2 separate regions of the Mus musculus genome follow, and region 1 is linked to region 2. A link is a contact called in public Hi-C data. All regions are on one chromosome and are shown on one strand. Each heading gives the region's core, a stretch centred on a gene start, on an enhancer-like site or on the middle of the called end of the contact. The rest is flanking DNA. Distances are from core to core; before and after follow the strand shown. Region 1 overlaps Gm33843 (a long non-coding RNA gene). Region 2 has its middle 13 kb from the start of 4930459C07Rik.

Evidence for each region. A called contact is a pair of places that touch in the nucleus more often than the background predicts.
Region 1: a Hi-C map of uterus shows a contact between it and region 2, with 3 times the contacts expected there. The contact joins two enhancer-like sites. A contact is called at or near these places in 2 of 15 datasets of contacts at CTCF or cohesin (the NIH/3T3 cell line and large pre-B cells), 11 of 484 Hi-C or Micro-C datasets (bone marrow-derived macrophages, brown adipocytes, muscle stem cells and 3 more) and 1 of 115 datasets of contacts at active chromatin or transcription factors (pancreatic cancer cells).

Annotation. Positions count from the first base shown.
Region 1 is chr10:96,548,589-96,555,096 of GRCm38.p6, reverse strand. The region is part of intron 3 of Gm33843 (a long non-coding RNA gene); the gene reads left to right. Among named protein-coding and RNA genes, the nearest start is that of Gm33843, 47 kb to the left of the region's middle. Within about 2 kb of position 4,641, at least 30 of the 459 cell types and tissues checked have an H3K27ac peak or open chromatin away from gene starts, as enhancers often do. A contact at or near this core is called in the NIH/3T3 cell line, bone marrow-derived macrophages, pancreatic cancer cells and 1 more, where this site is marked.
Region 2 is chr10:96,209,458-96,215,997 of GRCm38.p6, reverse strand. No RefSeq gene overlaps it. Among named protein-coding and RNA genes, the nearest start is that of 4930459C07Rik, 13 kb to the left of the region's middle. Within about 2 kb of position 1,842, at least 167 of the 459 cell types and tissues checked have an H3K27ac peak or open chromatin away from gene starts, as enhancers often do. A contact at or near this core is called in the NIH/3T3 cell line, bone marrow-derived macrophages, pancreatic cancer cells and 1 more, where this site is marked.

The DNA of each region.
Region 1 (6,508 bases), core at 3,392-5,891, 340 kb before region 2:
CCCATCTCAACTAGCCTTTATATATATATATCAAGGGGTCTGTCATGGCTGGAAGACAGCATATTGTAATGCTATACCCCTTCTTCTGCTCTGATATCTTTTCTGCCGTTCTGCTGCTATGTTGCCTAAAATTTCCAGGGCTTGATTTAGAAGGTTCCCATTGAGGCGAAATGTTCAACATTACAGCAGTTACCTATCACCATCACTTTGGCCAGTTAGGAGTCTCTGTAGTCATCACTCTGAAAAAACAAGTTTCTGAGGCCAAAGCTGAGATCAGCGCTAATCTATGGGAATAAACACAATTACTCAGAAGGCAATTTGATAAGAATATCAAGGTCACTTAGCAAAATCTCACTGGTAGCTTCCCCAGTAGGGCCGTGACCTCCCTATGCAAGGGCTTTTGACTAGGTTTACAGTACTCGATGAGAATTTCCTTCTGTGATGCAGACTTAAGCTCAAACAGGAAAGTAGCTTGCCACACTCACAGTAGGCTGTCACTATAGAACTAGCTGGCATATTTTGTTAGGCTGGTCGGTAGTGTACTGCGCAAAGTCTATAGCAGAGTAAGGCCGTTGATAACAATTGTCCCCGAGGAGGCTATATTTACAACAGATTCCAGGATTGAGTGCTAGCTCTGGAAGAAGCTTCTAGCTAAACTCCAGCTTTGCCCGGCATCCAGAGCAAAGCAACACTATGATTTCCTTGCTTTGGCACGAAAAGCAAGGAAGAGTCACTGAATAATTGCCCATGTCTCACAGCTGGAGCAGGGTTCCTGCTTGGGGAGTCTGGTCCTAGAATGTGCTATGGAAACGCCACATGCTTGTCCTTGCATTGACAGAGGAAGAGGAACAGTTTCCCAGAAGGAACTGGAGATCCAGACCTTGACCCATCTTTATTTCCTGTTAGACTTTAGAAATGTTATCTGCACATTCATAGATCACCAGCTCTTCACAGGGTACCCCCTGTGCTAGTTTTATGAGCTGCTCACATTTATGATAAACATGGAGGATCAATCACCCCTCGTGGGAAGCTCACATCAGAGGCAATAATTAATTATTACTTAATTCAGACTGAAGTAAACACCATGAACATAGAAGTGGTTTCTAGTCTAGAGGGCTGGACAGCTCTGCATTTAAATTCCTTCCTAGTTTAAAAGATGGAACTTGGGCTGGAGAGATGGCTCAGTGGTTAAGAGCACTGACTGCTCTTCGGAAGGTCCTGAGTTCGAATCCCAGCAACCACATGGTGGCTCACAACCATCCATCATGAGATCTGATGCCCTCTTCTGGTGTGTCTGAGGACAGGTACAGTGTACTTAGATATAATAATAAATAAATCTTTAAAAAAATGGAACTTAAATCTTCCCTTTGCTTTTTGGGTATGTGGTGTGTGTGTGTGTGTGTGTGTGTGTGTGTATGTATGTATGTATGGATGTGCACAGGCATGTGGTGGTGGTGGTGTATGTGTGTGTTTGTGTGGTGTACATGTGTGTTCATGCATGTGGAGGCCAAAGGTCACCGTTGGGTGTCGTCCTCAGCAGTTCTTCACATTATTTTTAGTTTCTGTGTTTGTGTGCTATTTGTGTGCATGTGTGTAGGGGGTGAACTTGTTCCTGTGCGCATGTGAGAAGCCAGAGTTTGACATTGGGATAGCTCCCTCAGTTGCTTCTTTACCTTATTTTTGAGACAGGGTCTCTCACTGGACCCCAAGTTTACTTTTTCAGCTAGACTGGCTGACGTGCAAGCCCGGAGATGCACCTCTCTCCGTTCCCCAGCATGGGACTTATAGGCATGAGCAACTGTGCCTAGGTTTTACGTGGAAACACTGGGCATCAAAACTTACATCCCCCTGCTCACATGGTAGATAAAATCCACCTGCTCATTTCAGCTACACTGTCCTCCACCCTGTTTTTTGAGCTAGGCTTTCTGACTGAATCTAGAACTCACCAGTTCAGTGGAATGATGAACCTATGAGCTCCAACAATCTCCCTGTCCCTTCCCAACACCACTGCTTGACTTAAGTATGTACGCCACTATACCAGCCTCTTACATGGGCTTTGGGACCTGAAGTGACACACTCAAGGTTTAGAAGCAAGCCTTTTATGGGCTGAGCCATTTCTCCAGTCTCTGAGTTATGTGTCTTGAGTCTTGCAATTGTCGGCATAAAATGAGCACCACAGAACATGCTCTAGAAAAAATGTACAGTCATTTTTATGTATGAACACGGTGCTCTCTGGGGAATGCGAATATCTCTGATAATCTTTCAAATCAACGTTTTATTATAGAGTCTTCTGTTACTTTTTAGATACTAGCAAGTAGGTGGAGCATAATAGATTCCCTCCCTCCCTCCCTCTCTCCCTCCTTCCCTCCCTCCCTCCTTCCTTCCCTCCTTCCTCCCCTCCTTCCCTCCCTCCCTCCTCTCCTGCTTCTAATTAGAAAGGATTGTTTGGGCTGACAGGTTAAGAATGGATATGGTCCATCATGGTCAGGAAAGTGTGGAGGTAAGAACGTGGGGATCTTGTCACATGCATCTGCTGTCAGGAAGAGACAGCAGACAGGCTTTCCAGGCAGGGAGGGAAGGACCCAGGTAGGAAGGAGGTGACCTTTCCTTCTCCATACCTGTTGTCCTGTCATGAAAGAAACCAACCCTACCTTTTAAAAACATTGTTATTTCATATATTCTGACTATATATTTGCACAGCAGCCAAGAATGTTTTCAACAGATAGATTGAAAAATAGAGATAAGAGAGAAAAAATCTCACATTATTCTTTTTTTAATTTTACATATTAAAAAATAAAGTAAAACCCACTTCTCATATAACTATACATTTAAAACCAGGATTTAAGTGACTGTGGCCATTAGGAATGTCCCAGAAGGCAATAAGATTTATGCATCTGTATTTTAGTTTTGTGTTCATAATCTTCGGCCGCCCTAAATGCTTTTTGTTTTTAATTTTCTTGAAGGTGACCTCATCTTATTATAATGGTACTTAAAAAAAACAAAACAAAAAAACCCTCAAGTCATTTCCGTAATGTGGAGCTCACTCCCATGTCTTCAGCCAGAAAAACATAGTGTTCAATTTCTTGGAAATTTAGACTTTTTCACACTTGCGTGTTATTGCTTTAATCATGAAATAAATGAAATTCCTTTTACACTTAAAGAGATGGGATTCAGCTTTTCAAATCATGGCTTTGTTAATCACTATAGTGAGGCACTCTACTGAACCCTACTGTACTTACAGGTCCTGGGTTATGACTGGAGAAAGATGCACAGTACAGGAAAAAAGTAGGGGACATCTATTTGGACAGTTGATTGACTATTTCAGCAATCTTTGGCCATGAATTTATAAGGACGTGCTAGAGTGTTGTTCAAGCCCAATTGTGTCTGTCTGTCTCCACTCTGTCTGGAACTATGGTTTTTCCAAGACATCTTTTATAGGTTTCTTTGGGATCCTTTCCTTATTTTTAATTTATTCCTCTATTTCAAATCCTAGATGTCTTATGTGTGTGCTGCATCTGCTGTTGTTGTATGTGGATAGGGGTGCTGTGTGTGGTGTATGAGCACATGTGTGTGCTTGTGTGTGGAGGTCAGAGGAAGACGTTCGATGTCTATCTCTATTGGCCTCCACCTTTGTTTTGAGATGAGGTCTCTTACTGAACCTTAAAGCTGTTTTGGCTGAGCTAGCTATCCAGAGAGCTTGTGAGATCTGCTAGTCTTAGTTCCCCACTACTAGAATTAAAGGCATGCAAGGCCAGGCCTAGTTTTTTCTTTTTCTTTTTAATAATTTTTTTTTTGTCTTATGTGCATTGGTGTTTTGCTTACACACATGTCTGTGCGAGTGAGCTTGTCAGAGCCCCTCGAACTGGAGTTACAGATAGTTTTGAGCTACTGTGTGGGTGCTGGGAATTAAGCCTAGGTCCTCTGGAAGAGCAGCCGGTGCTCCTAACCACTGAGCCATCTCTCCAGACATTCCCCACCCCCATCCCCCTTTTCAAACTTTGACCCTAGGAATTTGAACTCAGTTTCTCTTTCTTTCATGCCATGCACACTAGCCCACTGTGGCCCTATTTCCAGATTCCTGGATGGCTTTTCATGAAAGAAAAAACTTTGATCTGTGTTAGAAATTCATTTCAAGTGAGAACATCTCAATTTTAAAGTTCTAAGCAAGCCACTGGATCCTTAGGTTAGAAGTGCTTAAACAACCCCGTGAGGACTCCCAAAACAACCCAGCAGGTGCAGGTCCTTACCACCAAGCCTACGCGTTGCACTGGATCCCCAGAGTCCATAGAAATATGGAATGAGTGAATGAACTCTGACCTCTGCAATGGCTGTGTGTTTATCTACTTATACACATACTCTCTGGTTACCCTAAAAGCTCCAGGGTCCCCCAGGTTCCTTGGTTGATTAGTGTCTCCCTTCTTCCTGGCCCGTCTGATGCGATGGCCGACTTAAGGGAAGAATGGTGAACTGCTCTCAACCAACTGCAAGGACAAGGAACTGGCATGTCTTTCTCCCCTTGGAAGTGGCTCAGCCTTCATCATTGTGCTCCCCCTCAGTGCCTCTCCTCCCATGCCTGTGAGCATTGTTCCCTTCCTGCTGCTGGGGCTTCCTGGAGACTTGCTGTGTGAGGTTTAATGAGGGTCTGAGTCATTTCCCAGTCACGAGATTCAGCAGTACTAGGGAAGAGCCCAGGCTCACTAACTGATGAGAGTGTCTGCGAGCCTTTATAGATATCATCCAGAAGGTCTACACTGAACAGTTGTGTGGAAGCCAGAAGGCCCCAGACTTCTTGGTTTTGTGTATTGTGGGGACATTTATCACCCCACAGAACATGGTTGCAGCCTACAGTGGGCATCTTGGATAGCCAGGTAGCAGGAGAGACAACCTGAGTGTCAATGGCAAGAAGTCCAGAGCATCCGTTCTGCTTAAAAGGGAAATTGAAAACTTTTAGCAGAAATCTGATGGTCCAGTTGGCTATCATATGCCAAAGTGGGGTGCACTTCAGTGGTGAAGTAAAGAAACTTCAAAGAGATTTTGCACTGGAGGCAGACCCTTAGTCTGTCTGTCTCTGTCTCTGTCTCTGTCTCTGTCTCTGTCTCTGTCTCTCTCTGTCTCTCTCTCTAGTCTTCCTTTACTCTCCCCAGTTTCCCTCTCCCCTGCTGCTTGGGGTATTTCAGTGGGAACATTGAGAAAGACCATCCCAGGACAATGTTTTCCATGCACAAGGAGGTCATGACCCATGAGAGGCTTGTGAAAACAGATGTAGTAGGTCACAGACAACATTTAAAAAAAGACATTAGAACATCTGGGTTGCAGCAAAATTCATTATTTATTAGGGTTGGTGCTAAAAACGTGTTTCAAAGTTGACGCCCTATGGAGGAAACTGTGGTAACCTCTTTCCATACACAGAACAAGAGTAAAAAAAAAAATACTAAAATCAACTAACAGAAATAGTGTCTGTCAACTGATATTAGTCAACCTGATGACAAACAGAAGCCATGAGTAGCATCCTTAACAATTGGAGTATGTTATGTATACATATATGAAATTATCAAATAGGTAAAATTTTATTTTTTTAAAAAGAAAGACATAACTACCATTCCTCATTTTGTAATGTTATAATTTTTTTTTCTTATTGAAGTAGCTTCCAGGTTCTCCAGGTGAAGAATACAGTTTAGAATACGATTAATTCAGCATAGGGTAGCGTATATGTAAGTGTGTATGTGTGCATATGCATGTGTGTGTGCATACATGTGTGCATATGTATTCATGTGAGTACGTATGAAAGTGATTAAACTTGTTACGTATGGGAAGGAAAACATCTTGTTAGGAAATGCAATCTTTGGCCACAATTCTTTATTTCCATTCCTGCTGGTTATATGGTTACATTTGGTTACATTACAGTTTTCAAAGTCTAAAGTATGAAATTGCTTGGCTGGCGGATCTAGCTGCATGTTCCCCCTTGCAGATGTCCAGTGTATCTGACTGGTTTTCAGCCTGTGTATATAGCACCCCCCACCCAGAAGTCTGGCTTATGTTGGAATCATCTGTTTCTCTGACCTTTGCCTTTATTGATTTGTTTTCTTTCCTCCTATTTTTAATGTCGCTTTTGAGATTAAAGTCATTTTTCTTCTGCAACAGTGAACAGTGACTTTGTGCTGAGGAAATAGAAATTTTGATAAGGAAAAAAGGGATCCTGGCTCTGTTATGTGTTTTATGGTTTTGTTTTGCTTTGAATAAATCTTTTCAGAGATCAGTGATATATACAAGCCCTAGCTCTGTTACAAACAAAAGTTACTTAACTAGAACTAAAAGAGATTTAAATAGAAGCTAATATCTATGGAACAGTACATAGCTACAACTATTCAAAGAACTTTTTTTATCTAAAATTGTTTTTTTTTTATTAATGGAGGCTATAAGGCCTCAAACCTTTATTCCCTACACTCAAGAGGCAGAGGCAGGCAGAGCTCTGTGGATTTGAGTCCAGACTTGTCTACATAGTGAGTTC
Region 2 (6,540 bases), core at 593-3,092:
CTGAGGACCCGAGTTCAGGGCCCAGCACCCACCTAACCCTGGAACTAGTCAAATTAGTGAAGTCTCAGTGCCAGTGAGAGCCCTGCCTTCTTATATAAAGTAGAGAGCAATCAAAGAAGCCTCCTCACATCGACCCTAGGTCTCCACATGCATGTGCATGCATAGGCAACCCCACACATGGAAATACAAGAAAGCGCTCCTGCGCATGCGTGCGCGCGCACACACGCCACACCATAGTAAGAGACAGGAGTACAACAATAACTAACACACGATCGGTCGCCGTGAGAAGCAACCCTGACTTTCAGGGAAAATGCCATTGATAAGTTCACATACTGTAGACAAAGACGTTATCATCGTGCCCAGAGAGCACAAGGAAAACATTAGTAACCTTGATCGTGTAGAGGAAATTTACTAAACCTGGGCGGCAGAAGGCATCGGAGAACAGCAAGGCCACTCAGAGTAGACTGCTCACCATGGAAGGTCTAAGTGCTCTTCCTACAGCTGAACAGGTAACCAACAGAGATGTGACAGAAATAAGGTGAGCAGAGGGACAGAGAGGTGAGAGTCTTATCTATCGGTACATTCCAAAAGGACAATTCACAGTATTAGACAATCCCGCTTTGCTTGGCTCTAACAAACCACCTTGGGTTGTGGAATGATGAGAGATCTGTTTAGCTTACAATTTTTGAGTCTGACAATTCAACCCTGGGTAAACCTAGAGTGTTTGGCCCTTGGTGACAGTCCCCTATGTGTGCTACCCTGTGGCAGATGGTGCCGTGGGGGAGCCAGTGCAAGGAAAGAGACAACACATGGCAGAGGCAGGAAGCCAGATCATGAGAAAGGTGAGCGTTATGTTTTATAACAACCCACTCTAAGAGGAAGTCAGCGGGTTCCCATACACATGGCTTTGATCCCTTCCGTGTGAAATAATTACCTTGGTCTAATTACCCCACCTTCTCTTAAAGGTGCCTGTCTCCAGCATCACCACACTGGCGACCGAGCTTTAACAAACACACACACAACCCTGGGCAACATACTCCTGCTACAGTCAAACAGCAGCTAACATCTAAAAGTAGTAGCTTAGAGAATAGCAAGACAAGCTGATTGTTTCAGAGATGGTGGGTGGGGGGGTGGACTAAAATACAGGTTCCAAAATGAAAAGTTATACCTGAGCTGAGAGAGATACTGAGGACTGGGAAAGTCAAGTAGGTATCTGACTAACCGTGACTTTCATTGTTAAAGTATGCCATTCTCATCTACACTTTGATTAATTTTTTTTAAATAATTGCCGTAAAAATGTAAAAGTACTTACTTCACCACAAAATATATAATCCAATATTATATAAATGATGTGTATGAAACTCTTGAGAAAATATTCCACAATATATTGGAAGTTGAACGTGACTCACTTCGTTTTTGATAGGCAGCCACTGACTAATTCTAAAGTGCTCAAGTCCAGTGAGAGGAAAAGTGTCTTTCACCATACCCTTCCATCCGAAGACATCTAAGTCCATCGATTATGGTGTACAGGGAATGCCTGATTGCTTTATGATGTCATATGCTGCTACAGAAATTATTTATGATGCTCCCGGAGCAAGACGATCTACTCTGGGGCTGATACCTTGATTCAGAATTTGACACCTAAAGTGGTTTGAAGCACTTGTGATATTTAGACGTTGAGTGACCCAATGCCATTGCCTTCAAAACACACATTCAAAACATACATTTTCCACCGGGAACTAGAAGGGCATTTGCAATGAACATCCCTCCAAGCAGCCGAGAACAAAGGAAATGTTCGGCAAAATGATGTTGAAACACTACCACTCAGGCAGGCCTTCTCCCCAGTATCTTTCCAGCCGAATAGCGTGCCTGCCTGTGACTCAGATACTGTTCACATTGGAAAAACAAAGCGGAGACATCTACTTAAACGCGCAAACAGTGCCCTCTGCTGGCGGAAATGGGATGTTAGTTAAAAGAACTTCGTCTCAATGACCACAGGGAAAGAAGGGGGAGGGGAAGGAAGGGAGAATGGAGAGATAGAAGGGGAGGAGAGGAGATGGGGAAGAAGCAGAGGGAATAGGAGTGGGAGGGAGAGGGAAAGAGGGAGGGAGAGAGAAAAGTGGACTGGGGGGGGGGGGAAGGGGTAAGGAGGAGGAGGAGGAAATGATACAAACAGGAGAGAAAAAAAAATGGGTTTTAGTCCTTTTTAAGGATAAATGCTTGAAGCATCTTATCACATAGAAGATGCCAATATATTTCCTTAAATCCCAAAGTAACACGTGGCCTTGAATTAAGGAATGGTTTTACAGTGTCCATTCTTTGCCTTACTAAGTTATTTACTCATCACAAGCTCCCTCTGGGGGTGTCCCCCAGTGCTCTGACTATGCGACATAATATACACTCAGCCTTTGCAGAAGATAGTAACTCTATCAAACAAAATTGTTTCCTTAGCTCACAGACCAGGGCTCTGACAGGGTTCCAGAATGTCCCAGGCTGCTCGACATGTTTCTAAATGCTTAGGAAAATCTTAATGTTGATTTTTTGTTTGTTTGTTTGTTCTGTTTTGCTTCAACAAAAGAAGTGGTTGCTTGAAGATAGCAAAATTGGTTTCTTGAAAGAAAAGAAAATGAGTGAGGTATATCCTTCAGGGCTGGCAGGGGGGCGGGTCTGGAGATGTATGTCATACAATTCATCGTAAGTACTTAGTCAATGGAGTAGCAATTCAAATTAGTTTATATATATATATATATATATATATGCACATGTATAGGTAGTATAGTTACGATATTATCGTGTATATATATACACATACGATATATATACACACATACTATATGTGTGTGTGTGTATATACATACATACATATATATATACATACATACATATATATGAATATGAAAGCCAGTATTTCTAATATCTTACATTAAAAATCAGTTGGCTACCCAGCTTCCCATGCCACCACAGTAGTGGGGTTAGCAATGTAAAATATGTAAATATGTTCTATTTTCATAAGGCATTTGCACTGGTGTATTAATACTGTGTGCATATTTAAAGATGTTACAGAGCCCAGCTTCGTCTGACTGTAAGTCGTCACCCCACTACAGGGTCGCTTAGCTGAAGGTGACCGTTCTAAAGACAGTGACAATAGCAGAAGACTCCTGGATGTGCAATGATCAAAAATAAATTCAGCCTCAATTGTGTAACAATCCCAAGGTGCTTCAGGCTAGGCTCGCCTGTGTTACACCGCACAGCTTCTCTGTACTCTCAGCTCGGAACACACAGGAGCCTGTATGCTTATGGATGCCGTCACTCATCCCAACTATCATGCTCAACTAGTCCATTGAACCATCACGCTCAGACGCCCTGCACGCTATGGACTGCGGGGTTTTTTGCTGTTGTTGTTTTGTTTTGTTTTGTTTTTTGTTTTTTGGTTTTTTTTTTTTGTATTTTATCATATGCACAGCTTTCTGCTCTTCTAGAAATGTTAACAGCTGAATTAGGGAAAGCAAAGATGCTCCTGTCATCTGGCCCCAGCCAGGGAGTGTCACATCCATGAGTATAGATTTGGATCATGTTGTGTTTGAATGTTTGATGGTTGCTATCCAAGTCACTGCTGAGCTCCTACACAACACCATTCAATTAACTTTTGCTTGGGTTTAAGGCAGGATTTCCAGCAAGTTTTACAATGGCCTTACACATATTTCTGTACTTCGGGCTGTATATGTATGCAATATGGCCTTCTCAGCATCGATGATTAGAAAAATCAAAAGTATCAGTCAGTTCTTTAAAGCATTGAAGATCTTCCACGGCCTGCCATATTAAATATTTAGGCGAGGTTTAATTCTAGTTATATTTACTGTGGATATGCAATCCTCATGAAAGAGTCTGCAAGTCTAAACTAAGTACTTGTGAATTAATGTTCCAGCGAACCGGCAGTGTGTGAGCACATAAGGTTCTTTTCTTAATGCCTATGTGCACACAAGCCTCCCGTGCTGCCAAGTGCTTCTCACAGTCCCCTTTGTTGTCCTCTATACAGCTCCACAGTGACTTCATTGCGATTGTCCTATTTCCCCGTGGGCTCATAGGTAGCCACCCTTTCCATCTAAACCCATGGCAAAACAAAAAACATGCATCTGTCCCTTTATCTAAAAGTCTCTTTCTCTTTTACCATGAAGGCAGTGTCCATAACTCAGAATATAACAATAATTGTTGGTCGTGGTGACTGATTCTCGAATGAGGGTAGCAACTTTACCTCTTCTTGGGTGTAGCTGGACATGCTTGGTGCATACCACGTATGCTGTGAGATTTGAGCTTTAGAGGGAGGAAGTTACAGGTCGAGTCCCTAATAGCTCATCAGGGTCTGTGATACTGGCAAAGTCACAAGCCCTCTCAGAGTGTGCCTCTCTATCAAAAACAAAAACAAAAACAAAAACAAAACAACAACAACAAAAAAAAAAAAAAACAGATAAGGCCTCAAGGACCTGTACGGAGGACTAAAGAGGATACAACTTAATCCTTACACAATAGTGATGTGTCATAGGTGGTCGTTAAGTATTGTTGACATCCTGATCTACAACACCAGGCAAGTCACCATGACTTGTTAATATCCCCACCCCCTCCATGTTCAAACGTTATGACTTGGCAGATCTGACCCCATAGAGTCCACCCTCGTGCTTAGATCACAGACAACACTCTCCCACCGACCTCAGTGATAGCTGGGCACAACGTGTGGACTCTGCCTGTGAGAGAGATCAGGCCGAGGAGGGTTATACAACCTGATTTTTTTCATCATGGAGTTTGATTTTCAGTCAGAAAGATTTATTCCTGACTGATACCTTCGAGATCTTGTAAGTGACCTTAATGAATCCTCAAAGTAAGCTTGGGACTTATCTCTAGCCCCTCACTACTCCAGCGGTGAGCTATGACTCCTGCAATGATGGACAGATCACGTGATGCCTTGCCATGGGATCCCCCTCCCCAAAAGAGGCGGGATACTGTGTTTTGTGGACATCAACTGGGACTAGAGCCAGATCACCTGGGGTCAAGCGTTTCAACACCATCACTCTGGAGCTTTAAAACTGAGTCCATAGGCTTGCCCTAGAATACTGAATTCATAATCTCTGCTTGGAGGGTTGTTTGAAAGGGAGACGAGAATCCTGTGGGCCTAGAATACAAGCTCACTGATCGTGGTTACATAACCAAAGAGATCAGGAGCCTAGGACTCTCTCCCTGCTTCTACTTCCCCAAACACCTTCTATCCGGTTCATATGAAATCAAAAACCACAGTCATTGGGACAGTGTTTTGGAAAACTTAAGACTTTCAAACTTACAAAAGAAGAAGAAACAGGGACTTCTTTAAGAAGATAAGCTGGGTTCAGCACTCAGTTTCCAGGTGCAGCTCTGTGTCCCCTGTCCAATCCCGGGCTCCAGTGTCAGCAACTCAAGGGATGCGGTTCTCATTCCTGGCCCATACTGTAAAAACAACAGCAGCTAATCCCCTTTATTTATTTTTAACAGGCTACTTGATCCTGATTGATGAGTTTCTAATCAGCCTCACTGGTCTATCTATGCCCCTAGAAACTAAATCACGCACACTGTCATTCCTTGTTTCTTATCCACAGCATCTATGGTCTATGGTCAGACCCACACTGCAGGAACCATGAATCTGACTTAGGTACATGTCTGCCTTACTGACTTAGTCTGATTTTGCCATCATACAGCGCTTGGTACATGATAGTTGATTGCATCTGCCTACCAAAGGGACTCTCTGGAGCTGACATAAAGCAAGAGAGGAATTTATTCCGAGGATGATGAGTAATTGCCACAATCTACAGGAAGCTGAGGGATTTGCCCTTTAAATATGTGTGTCTGGAAACCAGGCCCATGAGGAACATAAGTCATATTCAAATAGCATCTTTCAGTGTGGTCTCCCACCTTTAGTTTGGTCACCAGTGAAGAATAGATGCTGCTCTTGACACTGACCGCCTCATCCTTGGGTCCCTAAGAATTGCCACTGCTCAGCCACTCCACTGCCCTCAGGAGCCAGCCTTGATGCTACAACAGAAGTTTCCCCTTTCTCAATCTACCTTGAACAACTGATTTCAACTAGAAATGGGAGCATGTATCTATGTCTGGGAAAGCTGTATGAAACCAGGGGTGACTTTCTCCTCAGCAAGACTTTCAAGATCATGACTGCCCTTCATAGGACAAATTCCAAGTCCTGGACAGTCCAAATTATAACAACAGCAGCTACTGTACCTACCTTTTAGTGAGGACTTGAAGTTTCACTTGCTTAATGTACATCTAAGGATCACAGTGCTTAGAGCTCTTGAAATAAATTAATCAAAATGAAACCTAATATTACACAGCGTCGTTTGCTCTGGGTTTCTGCAACATTCCCTCTGATCCTTCCTTTTGTTCTGAATTTTTAACAGCACACCGACACAGGCTCCCTCTCTGCCATATAGAGTGGCCGCTAAGAGCAACAATCTTTGTCATTCCGATCCCCTCTGCCTGGCTGGCACCAGCCCTGGAACCTTC